Regions from separate parts of the Mus musculus genome. Here region 1 is linked to region 2. A link is a contact called in public HiChIP or PLAC-seq data. All regions are on one chromosome and are shown on one strand. The core of a region is the stretch at or near the end of the contact, and the rest is flanking DNA. Distances in the headings are between cores, read along the strand shown.

Region 1 (5,190 bases), core at 637-3,136, 400 kb after region 2:
CAGAATGGGAAACAATAAGTGGTGTGAGGTCATTGGTACTATTTTCCCTTTTATAAACAAGGAAACTAAGGCTCACAGAGGGACCTGTGGACCTAAATAGCAGCTGTCATCTCTGACACTAGGAGGAACAATAGGTGACCACGTGCTCAAAAGAGCCAGTTCTCAATGGACTCCAGGCTGGATGTGGTTACTGGTTATAAAGAAATCACATTTCTACTATAAGCCTTCCTCAGTGTGCTCTTTTATTTTCCAAACTAGCAAAATGTTCAACACTATCTTCTAGTTTTGTTTTCTCCCTGCAGCAACCTTTTCTAATAATTTTTTATATAAATACTTTCTAAAATATCTTCATGCATTTTTGATACAGCTCTTTTTTCTACCCGTTTAAGCTATTTGGATTACTTACACATTACTTTGTAAATGTATATGGTATATGTGTTGTGGGGATACCCAAAAGAGGATGTCTGATCTCCTGGAGCTGTAGTGCTTGTAAGCCACTTGATGTAGTGCTGAGAACAAACCCAGGTCCTCTGGAAGATGGGGAAGTGCTCTAAACAGGGTTGTCTCTCCAGCCTCCACTTACTGTATACACAAAACAGTTAGCAAGTGACCATTAGAGTCAACTCTTACAAACATGCAGGTCCTTGATGGTGACGTGTCTAAATTTATGTGACTACAGATAGAATCTTTACATATGTCTTTAGCCGAGGGCCAATTTTCATCACACTGGAGTTGTCCTAACACAGTTCCCAGATTGGTTGACAGTAGCTGCTCATCTATATTTTCTGGCTACTCTGGTGTTTCTCATTCCAAACTTTTCTGAGTTTTCTTGTACTGCCTCTTTCTCCAGGTGAAATGGGCTGCTATGAATCAGGTGTGTTTAACACCTTCCGGTGTAATTGGGCAGCCATAAAGTTAGAGTCTCAGTTGTACCGCAATTTTCTGTACTTAGCATGGATTTAGTAATTGGGGCTTCTCCCCCAATGCTAATTTCCCTTGGCACCAGAGTTACAGGTGCTTGTACGCTACCTGAGTTGGTTGCTGGGATTCAAACCCAGTTCCTCTGAAAAATAGGATATATGCACTTACCCACTGAGCTATATTTGCAGCCCTTAAATATCTTAAAATTTATAAGATCCATAAAGCTCTCTATTAAAATGCAGTTCTACATTTTCAGCAGTAGCCCTCAACCCTCCCCGAGCTGTTAGGGGTTTCGCCCAGACCCTGTTCCTCAGCAGTGTGTTCCTGTCATTGGTATGTCTGTTAATCTGAAACAGTATCTGTTGACTTCCACCTATGGATGAAGGATTCCACCTTTGACATAGTCTTAGCTTCTGCTTGTCCCCACCGTCCTTCTTTCTGTGTGTTAATGTTTACATATAGCTATTCCAACTTTCAATTAAATCAGTACTTGAGATTCCTGTGTAAATATAGCTAAGCCTTGAAAAAAAATATATATATACACATACATACACATATATATATTTCCTTCCAGCGTGTTTTTTGTTCCTAGAATTAATTGCTTCATTTTTGCCTTTGCTTGGGTTTTTATGGAACTAAACTAAATTCTTTCCAGATTTTTTAAGGAATTGCACAACCTTTTTAAATGTTGTTTTCCTTTGAGTTGCTGTAATTTCCCCAGAGCCAAGCCTCCTTCATTATCCTCTCCCTGATTGAATAGACAGGTTTGATTGTCTCCAGCTGCATGCAGATAAAGAGAGAATCTTGGATGGGGCAGACCACCAGGAAAGGACCATTATATAGTCAATGTTTTTGGAAGAGCCATTGAGGAAAAAATGCATTTAGATTACTAGTTCATACTGCGCTTTTAGTTACACCCAAATCAGTCCATGTTAGAAGAGCATAATTCCCCCAGCTGTGCACAGCAGGTTATTTTCTCCTTCAAGTAAGAAGAGTGTGATAATTAAAACATGGGCCTGAGAAGATGGCTCAGCCCAGAAAAGTACTTGAGGACCTAACTTCAAATCTCAGCACTTATTTTCAGAAAAGCCAGGCATGGTTGTATATTGACTCTAACCCCAGCATACGGGGCTAGGGGTGCACAGGGGAGACAGATAGGTGGCCTGGGAGCTTGAAGGAAGCCAGCCTAAATGAAACAGTGAGCTTCTGGTTCAGTGAGAGACCCTGTCTCAAGGCATCATGTCTGAGCAATCGAGAGGCACCCAGCATCTTCTCTGGTTTATGCATGTGCATGTACAAGCACACATACAGATTAAAACCGAAGGGAGGGAGGATGGATGGAAGGATATGCATGGGGAAAATATATCTGCAGTCCTTAAAAGAAGTTAATATTCATCAGAAATTATTAAATGTTTTATTTGTTGAGATGGGAATCAAACCCTTAGGTCCATTCATGGTAGACAAAAAAACCACTTTTTTTGGAGCTATTATATTGTATACTAGCAACCATCCTTTCCATTTCTAACCAAGTTAGAGGGTAGATAAGTAATAATTTAAATATGAAACATGAATGGAGAACTGCAAGTTAAATCAAAGAGCATCACCTTATACCGTGATGAGCATTTACGTCGTTAACTGCTCTTGGTTTGCATGTAGGCTTTCTTCAGGAGCATCCAGTGGCCACCAGCAAAGCCTTTAAATGTTGAAGCTGCTTCTTTATAGCATTGTTCCACTTTTGCAATATTTCTACAAAAATAACTTTAAAATACTGTTTACTGAATGTAGTAGAGTACAGAAAAAAGAAACTAATCTGTTGTATGAAATCACTCTTTAAAAATTATTTAAATTATTTTATTTATGAAACATATTGATAACGCTTTTTTAAAGCAGAACAAAAACACGTAATGATGCCACTTGGGATAAAAGTCATGACACAGACAGTGGTTGGTGATGAAGGATGCATGCGATGAGCGAGAGGAGGGGACATGGGCAGAAGGTGACATGTTTGATGGAATAATTACATGTGGAATGGAAAGAATTGCATGCAATAAAATGGCGCAGCCATGTGTACACAGGCCTGGTACCTGGTGTCCGTGTGGTTTTCCTTCAGGTAAGACTTGATCCTTTCAGGAAACCTAAGCGAGCACACAAGGGGACTTCCTGGCAGTCTGTCCTTTCATAATAAGGTTTTAAATCTCAAGAACTTTTTAAACACTGGCATGCCCAGGTTAAAGAAATATTTTGGAGTTTGGGAATGTTGGGTTTTTGTTTTGTCTTTTTGTCTCATTAGGTTTTAAGTATTGTGTGCGTTCTTTGAAAGTTAAAGAACCGAGTAATGTCAATCACGCCCTGGCTCTCCCACCAACCGGGTATTGGTTTTTGTTTGTAGTACGCACCAAGAGTCGTGACCGCAGCCCAGCAGAAAGCTGGGAAGACAATTACAGCCCGGATCACAGGTCGGTCTGATTTTGGTTCCAAAGCTAGAATCAACAGCAGTTTGGCGATAATGGGAGTCTCTCCTCCCATGGGCTCAGTCGTTGTGGAGAAACATCATCCAGTCACAGTGGTAAGTCCTGCCGGAAGTCTGCCACTTGTCAACCCTGACAGTCATGGTCGGTCATTGTTCTGTCATTTACTCTGTGTGACCCACACCTACAATGTCTCCTGGTAAGAAATATGTTTATTCCAAATGGCATAAAAATCATGAACTAGAAAAAGTAATCGAGCATGTGGACTGCTAAAACAATAAACTATAAGGATTCCATGCCAAAAAGAATCAGGTTACCCGTAAATCAGCCACTCGTGCAGTGGGCCTTAAGTCCATAAGTATAAGAAAATGCCCTTGCATTTCTCACCTCGTTTAATGGCCTGACATTCTCACCTAGCATGTCTCACTTAAAAGACAGTGAGCTGCAAGAACTCTGTGCTATAAAGAAAGGTGCATAGACTCACAGTGGAGGGAAGTTCAAACCTGCCCTGTTTTCCCTCCACTTTGCTGCCTGCTGCATCTAAACAGATGCCCCAAGTCCAGCAGTTCAGCCTCGGTCTTCTCTTCTGTGAGGCAGCGTTGGTGAGAGGACTGAGCTTATTAAAAGTTACTAGGAAAGGAGCAGGAGATTTTCTGGGGTTTTTGTTTTGTTTTGTCTTAAATCTTTGAGTCTTTGCTTGCAAGTACGTCTGTGCACCACGTGTATTCCTGGTCCAGAAGAGGGTAACATAGCCCCCGAACTGGAGTGTGAGCCACCATATGGGTGCTGGGAATCAGACCTCAGTCCTCTGGAAGAGCAGTAAGTGCTGTATCTAAGCTATCTTTCCAGCCCTTGTATTTTGGAGAGGAAAAAAAAGAGAAAGAACCTAGAATCTCTTTATTATTTAAATGTTTTAATTGAATTAAAATATAATTCCATCATGTCTCCAGTCTTTCTACCCATCCCACATGTCTGGCCCTCCCACCCCCTCCCAAATTCAGCTTTATTTATATCAGCTTGTTGTTATGATGGAGCAGAGCCTCGCTACTTAGAATAAGTCACTCTAAGTAACTCATCCTAATTAACCCTCCATCATATAACGTATTCTGACCTACAGGTTGAGGGACTAGAATCTTAGAATCACTCTCTCTCTCTTTCTTTCTTTCTTTCTTTCTTTCTTTCTTTCTTCCTTCCTTCCTTCCTTCCTTCCTTCCTTCCTTCCTTTCTCTTTCTTTCTTTCTTTCTTTCTCTCTCTCTCTCTCTCTTTCTTTCTCTCTTTCTTTCTCTTATTGGATATTTTACTTATTTACATTTCAAACGTTATCCCCTTTTCTGATTTCCCTTTCAGAAACCCCCTCCCCCTGCTTCTATGAGGGTGTTCCTCATACTCCCACCTCCCCACACTGGCATTCCCCTACACTGGGGCATCAAGCTTTCCCAGGACCAAGGGCCTCTCCTCTCACTGATGCCTGACAAGGCCATCCTCTGCTACATATGTATCTGGAGCCACGGATCCCTCTGTGTGTGCTCTTTGGTTGGTGGTTTAGTCCCTGGGAGCTCTGGGGGATCTGGTTGGTTGATACTGTTGTTCTTCATATGTGTTGCAAACCCCACCAGCTCCTTCAGTCCTTTCTCTAACTCCTCTATTGGGAACCGTGTGCTTAGTCCAACACTACCAACCACCGGACTGAGCACAGGGTCCCCAGTGAGGCGCTCTTTCCTTAATTGTTCCCTTCTGGGCTCCCTGCTGCTCTAAAACATGTTTGCAGTACTTGCCTGGTAGTTGGTGGCTGTGAATCAG
Region 2 (4,772 bases), core at 690-3,189:
CAAATAAACAAGCCAGGCCTTCAAACTCAGTCTATTCACATTTATAATGCCTAGCACTTGGGAAGCAGTATTCTAAAGAATGCATGAATTTATGAGAAGACTCGAGGCTTCTAAGGTGTGCCTGAGTGTCTCTGAGAGCTGCTGTCAAAGCAGCCCCTGGTTAAACCTAATAGGTTCTTCTTAGCTTTGACGCTCATGGAACATTTGATAGGACAATTTGCGCAAACGGAGCTTGGGTCTTTGTCCCTGTTATTGAATCCTGGTTTCCTTTTACACATCATTTCTCTGTTCCAACCACGTTAGCCTTCTTCACATAAAGCTGGCCATGTATTCCATTAGTTAACACATACTTATTGAGGACTCAGCGCTGGAGGTCACCAATGACAATTTCATAGCCACGTGGCATTTAAAAAACCAGTGCGAACTGGAAATAGTGATACAGGAGGAAAATGAGAACATAGCGCAACAACCTAAAAAAACAAAACAAAACAAAACAAAAAACAGGAGCAGGACAGAGTGCCCCAACAGCTTATCGTTGAGGGGAGCTGACCCAACTGGGAAATCTATGGGAAAAGCCAACAACAAACCTCACGAATGAGATGGGCTCCCATCCAGGAGAGGATGTAGGCAAAGGCTCAGGGCTCGGCTCTCCTCTTGTACCATCTTTTCATGAGTGTGTTTGTTACCAAGTGTTTAAGCATCTTGACTGATAGATCTATGCTGTCCAATATGTCAGCCCCTAGCTGCCCATGGCTACCAAGCACTTAAAATGTGGCCAGTGGGACTACAGTACTGAATGAGAAGGTTGGTTAGTTTTGATGAATTTATATTTAGAAAATATTGGGAATGGTTGGAACACTTGCAGAGATTGTCTTCCACCAAAAGAAGCGCATACATGTAGGGCCTGGTGTCCCTAAAACAAATAATCAATGCAGAGAGCAGTGGAGAGCTATCCCAGACTGCCATGCAGGTAGTGAGACTCCGAATCTACACTTTCAACTGGGAACTGGGAACTGGGAACTGGAAATTTGATTGCAAACTGAGACAAGTTTAGTAAACTTGCCAGATTTGAAGATTTACTGGCAGAAAAAATATGTAAATATCTAATTTTTCATGTTAAATTCTGTTTAAGTGGTTATATTTTAGATGATTAGTGGGTTAATTAAAATATTATAATAGTATATCCTTTTTACTTAAAAAATGTACATGCATGTGTGTGCGTGTTTGTGTGTGTGTGTGCTGTGTGTGCATGTTCATGTGTGTGAACTAAATAGTAAGGAGGGTTAGAGGAGTCATTGCTACAGAAAGGATATAAATAAGCATTTTGGGGGCGGGACATGAACCTCATAGCATAATTTTGGCCTCAAAGGCTGAATCAGTAACTATAGCAAAACCTGAGTGTTCACTGGCTTTAAGTACACAGTGGAACACAAATACACTGTCTTTGACTGTGTTGGTTTTTCCGTCTGTACTGATTGGCTGTCCCTGCCTCAGGAAAGGCAGTGACTAATTCTGATGAGGTCTGGCTAGCATGTGCAGCCGCTCAAGCTTTTATCTGTTGATTACACTCTCTGCAGGATAAGATCCTCATGTGAGATCCCTCACCCATAGCCACCTCTCTTTGTACACCAGGGAAGCACAGACCGCCCTTCTGATTGGCTATAACATACTGCATAAAGGAAGCCACGGTTTCCCACTAAAGTGTGAGCCAGAGGGGAAAAAGGGACACAAATGACCAAATCAATAGCTATCCCTTAAGAGGAAACCATGATTTATGACGCTCTTAGGCGGCAAGGACACGTGTTTCTCAGGGCAATGGCAGTGATGCAGAGGGCGACCAATCAGAGGAAGCCGGAGTCAGGGTGAGATCTGCTGATCTGGACTCTACCACAGGGCAGGACAGCAGATGGGAGGAACATCCCCTCCGTGAAGTGCTCTGTTTGTGAGTCACAGTAGGAAAGGCACAAGACGTCCTCCAGACTCTGAGCAAGCTCAAGGCTCTGACTAACCCCTTTCCTCTGCAGGTTTTCTAGATCTTTTGTATAAAACCACTGCAGCAAGCCTTAAATGCATTGAGCTGGCTTTGATGAGTGGCAGGTTATGTGGAGGTGTCCATGTGAGTCATGATTTTCCTCAGAAACACACAGAGTAATAATGGCTGCATTATTCAGTGTGAATGTTTGATACATACGCTTAATTTTATACAAGCAGAAAGGACAAATATTACATTGCTGTGGCTAGGCAGTGTTAGATGCAAAGCAGGGGTACTTCTAAATTATAGGCTCCATGACACTTAAATATCTATTGAATAATACTTCATAGTTATAAAAAATCCAACCAATATGCCCATATGCACCCTGGATTATAACAGTGCACTCTACTCTAAAGAAATAAGAATTTATTTAAAAGAATTACATATACTGAGACCCCCTATAACAGAGCTTGATTCTGTGCCCCGAGTTAATGCAGCTACATTGTTGTGGCATGAAAAGATTTAAACAAAACAAAACAAAACAAAACAAAATCCACACTTCCTAAGATCAGAGGAAGCCACAGCTGCAGTAGGCTTGATGCCTCAGTGTAGGGGAATGTGAGGGCGAGGAGGTGGGAGTGGGTGGGTGGGTGGGGGCACACCCTCATAGAAGTACGAGGAGGGGGGGATGGGATAGGGGGTTTCTGGGGGGTGGGAATCGGGAAAACGGATAACATTTGAAATGTAAATAAAGAAAATATCCAATAAATAATGACTAAGCATAAAAAAAGAAAAAAATTGGCATCTTTTAAAAATGGACAATGTTATATAAGATATTTAGTGGGCATGGTGATCTCTCTCTCTCTCTCTTTCTCTCTCTCTGTGTCAGGCTATGGTGGTGGCATGGCTGTGTCTTCTTCGTTCAGGGGATGAAATCCAATTCCTGATACATCTGATGCATGGGTTCTGATGCATGGGTTCCCTCACTGGGCTACAGTGCCGGTCCACAACATGATGTTTTGATATACAGGGTGTTCGCATTGTGGGCTGATTAAATCAAGCTCCTTAACAAAACACTTATCCCAGGTATGTGTCAAGTGGTACAGTTTTACTCAGATGAGGTGGGGGTGAGCTTTAGGGACCTACTGCACAGCTGATCAGATGCAGCTGTTTGGGGACCTTGGAAACGACTATCCAGTGTTCAGAGCTGCTAATTAACTACAGATTCCTACACCTGGCCAAAAAAAAAAAAAAAAAAATCAGAGGGCTCTTAATCCACTCCCCAACTTTTATGAAGAATTTACCATTGGGCCACAGAATGCTATGGTAAGGAGATGGCAAATGTTTTCCAGCGAGTGAGCGTCAGACACCAAGGCTTGGAGACCCGACGGGTGCAGGAATGTAGACGAGGACAGGCCGTGCGGTCTCAGTCAGGGTCTCACTCTGCTTCTGTATTTCTGTCATTTATGCATCTTATGCTTGGGTGATGTACATGCAGCAAGAACCCTTGATGCTGGTTTTCTTTTTAACCTTAGGGACAGAGGGCGGCATCTTCCACCACACCTTTTGCACGGCACTGTGTAAAGAAGGCTCATCATTTTGTACCAGCATCCACTCCATCCTCCCCACCACCCTCCCTGCAGATGAGGTGTTTTAAATCATAGATCAGAATTTGAGGAACACCTTCTAAAGTGGGCCATGTGTCTTTTCTTAACAATAGCAACATGCTCTAGACGCTTTGCTCTTTTTCTTATTCCTTCCAGGCTACTCAGTTTTATGCTTTTAGACCCCACTCCACATCTGTTCTTAACAGACATGCGGATTCCATACCTTTTACATTACCCATTGCCCTAGTGATGGGAACTGGGGTTGCCAATTATTTCTTCCACAAACACTATGACTATATCCTTTTATGGCCCTTACGGTTCTGTATATGCATATCTCTGGGCATACTTGAGGGGTGGAATGTACATGTCTATATTGTTATAAGTATCATCAGGTGACAATAGGTGTGTGGGTTCATTTCTGGGTCTTCAATTCTATTCCATTGATCTACCTGTCTGTCACTGTACCAGTGCCATGTAGTTTTTATCACAGTTGCTCTGTAGTACAGCTTAAGGTCAGGCATGGTGGTTCCACCAGAGGTTCTTTTATTGTTGAGAGGCGTTTTTGCTATCCTAGGTTTTTTATTTTTCCAGATGAATTTGCAAATTGCCCTTTCTATCTCAGTGAAGAATTGAGTTGGGATTTTGATGGGGATTGCATTGAATCTGTAGATTGCTTTCGGCAGGATAGCCATTTTCACTATATTAATCCTGCCAATCCATGAGCATTGGGAGATCTTTCCATCTTCTGAGATCTTCTTCAATTTCTTTCTTCAGAGACTTGAAGTTCTTATACAGATCTTTCACTTCCTTAGTTAGAGTCACACCAAGGTATTTTATATTATTTGTGACTATTGTGAAAGGTGTTGTTTCCCTAATTTCTTTCTCAGTCCATTTATCATTTGTGTAGAGAAAGGCCATTGATTTAAGTCAGTCTGAAGGTTCCCCAGAAAATTGGACATAATACTACCAGAAGATTCAGCAATACCTCTCCTGGGCATATAGCCAGAAGAAGTGCCAACTGGTAATAAGAACACATGCTCCACTATGTTCATAGCAGCCTTATTTATAATAGCCAGAAGCTGGAAAGAACCCAGATTTCCCTCAATAGAAGAATGGATACAGAAAATGTGGTACATTTACACTATGGAGTACTACTTAGCTATTAAAAATAATGGATTTATGAAATTCTTGGA

The links. HiChIP or PLAC-seq counts read pairs in DNA pulled down with a chosen protein or histone mark.
Region 1: a contact with region 2 is called in an H3K27ac HiChIP or PLAC-seq map of SST interneurons, with 8 times the contacts expected there. The contact joins two enhancer-like sites. A contact is called at or near these places in 19 of 39 promoter capture datasets (the 3T3-L1 cell line, 3T3-L1-derived adipocytes, the HPC-7 cell line and 11 more), 15 of 484 Hi-C or Micro-C datasets (the G1E-ER4 cell line, cerebellar granule neurons, cochlea and 7 more), 3 of 115 datasets of contacts at active chromatin or transcription factors (SST interneurons, cardiomyocytes and embryonic basal ganglia) and 2 of 9 other capture datasets (embryonic stem cells and pancreatic islet).

What each region holds. Positions count from the first base shown.
Region 1 is chr13:96,407,280-96,412,469 of GRCm38.p6, forward strand. It overlaps Poc5 (POC5 centriolar protein), which reads left to right. Exons shown (of 13, transcript NM_026173.3): 12 at 3,311-3,487. Among named protein-coding and RNA genes, the nearest start is that of Poc5, 22 kb to the left of the region's middle. Within about 2 kb of position 1,887, at least 6 of the 459 cell types and tissues checked have an H3K27ac peak or open chromatin away from gene starts, as enhancers often do. A contact at or near this core is called in SST interneurons, where this site is marked.
Region 2 is chr13:96,009,447-96,014,218 of GRCm38.p6, forward strand. All of the region lies in intron 4 of Sv2c (synaptic vesicle glycoprotein 2c), which reads right to left. Among named protein-coding and RNA genes, the nearest start is that of Gm24032, 110 kb to the left of the region's middle. Within about 2 kb of position 1,940, at least 75 of the 459 cell types and tissues checked have an H3K27ac peak or open chromatin away from gene starts, as enhancers often do. A contact at or near this core is called in SST interneurons, where this site is marked.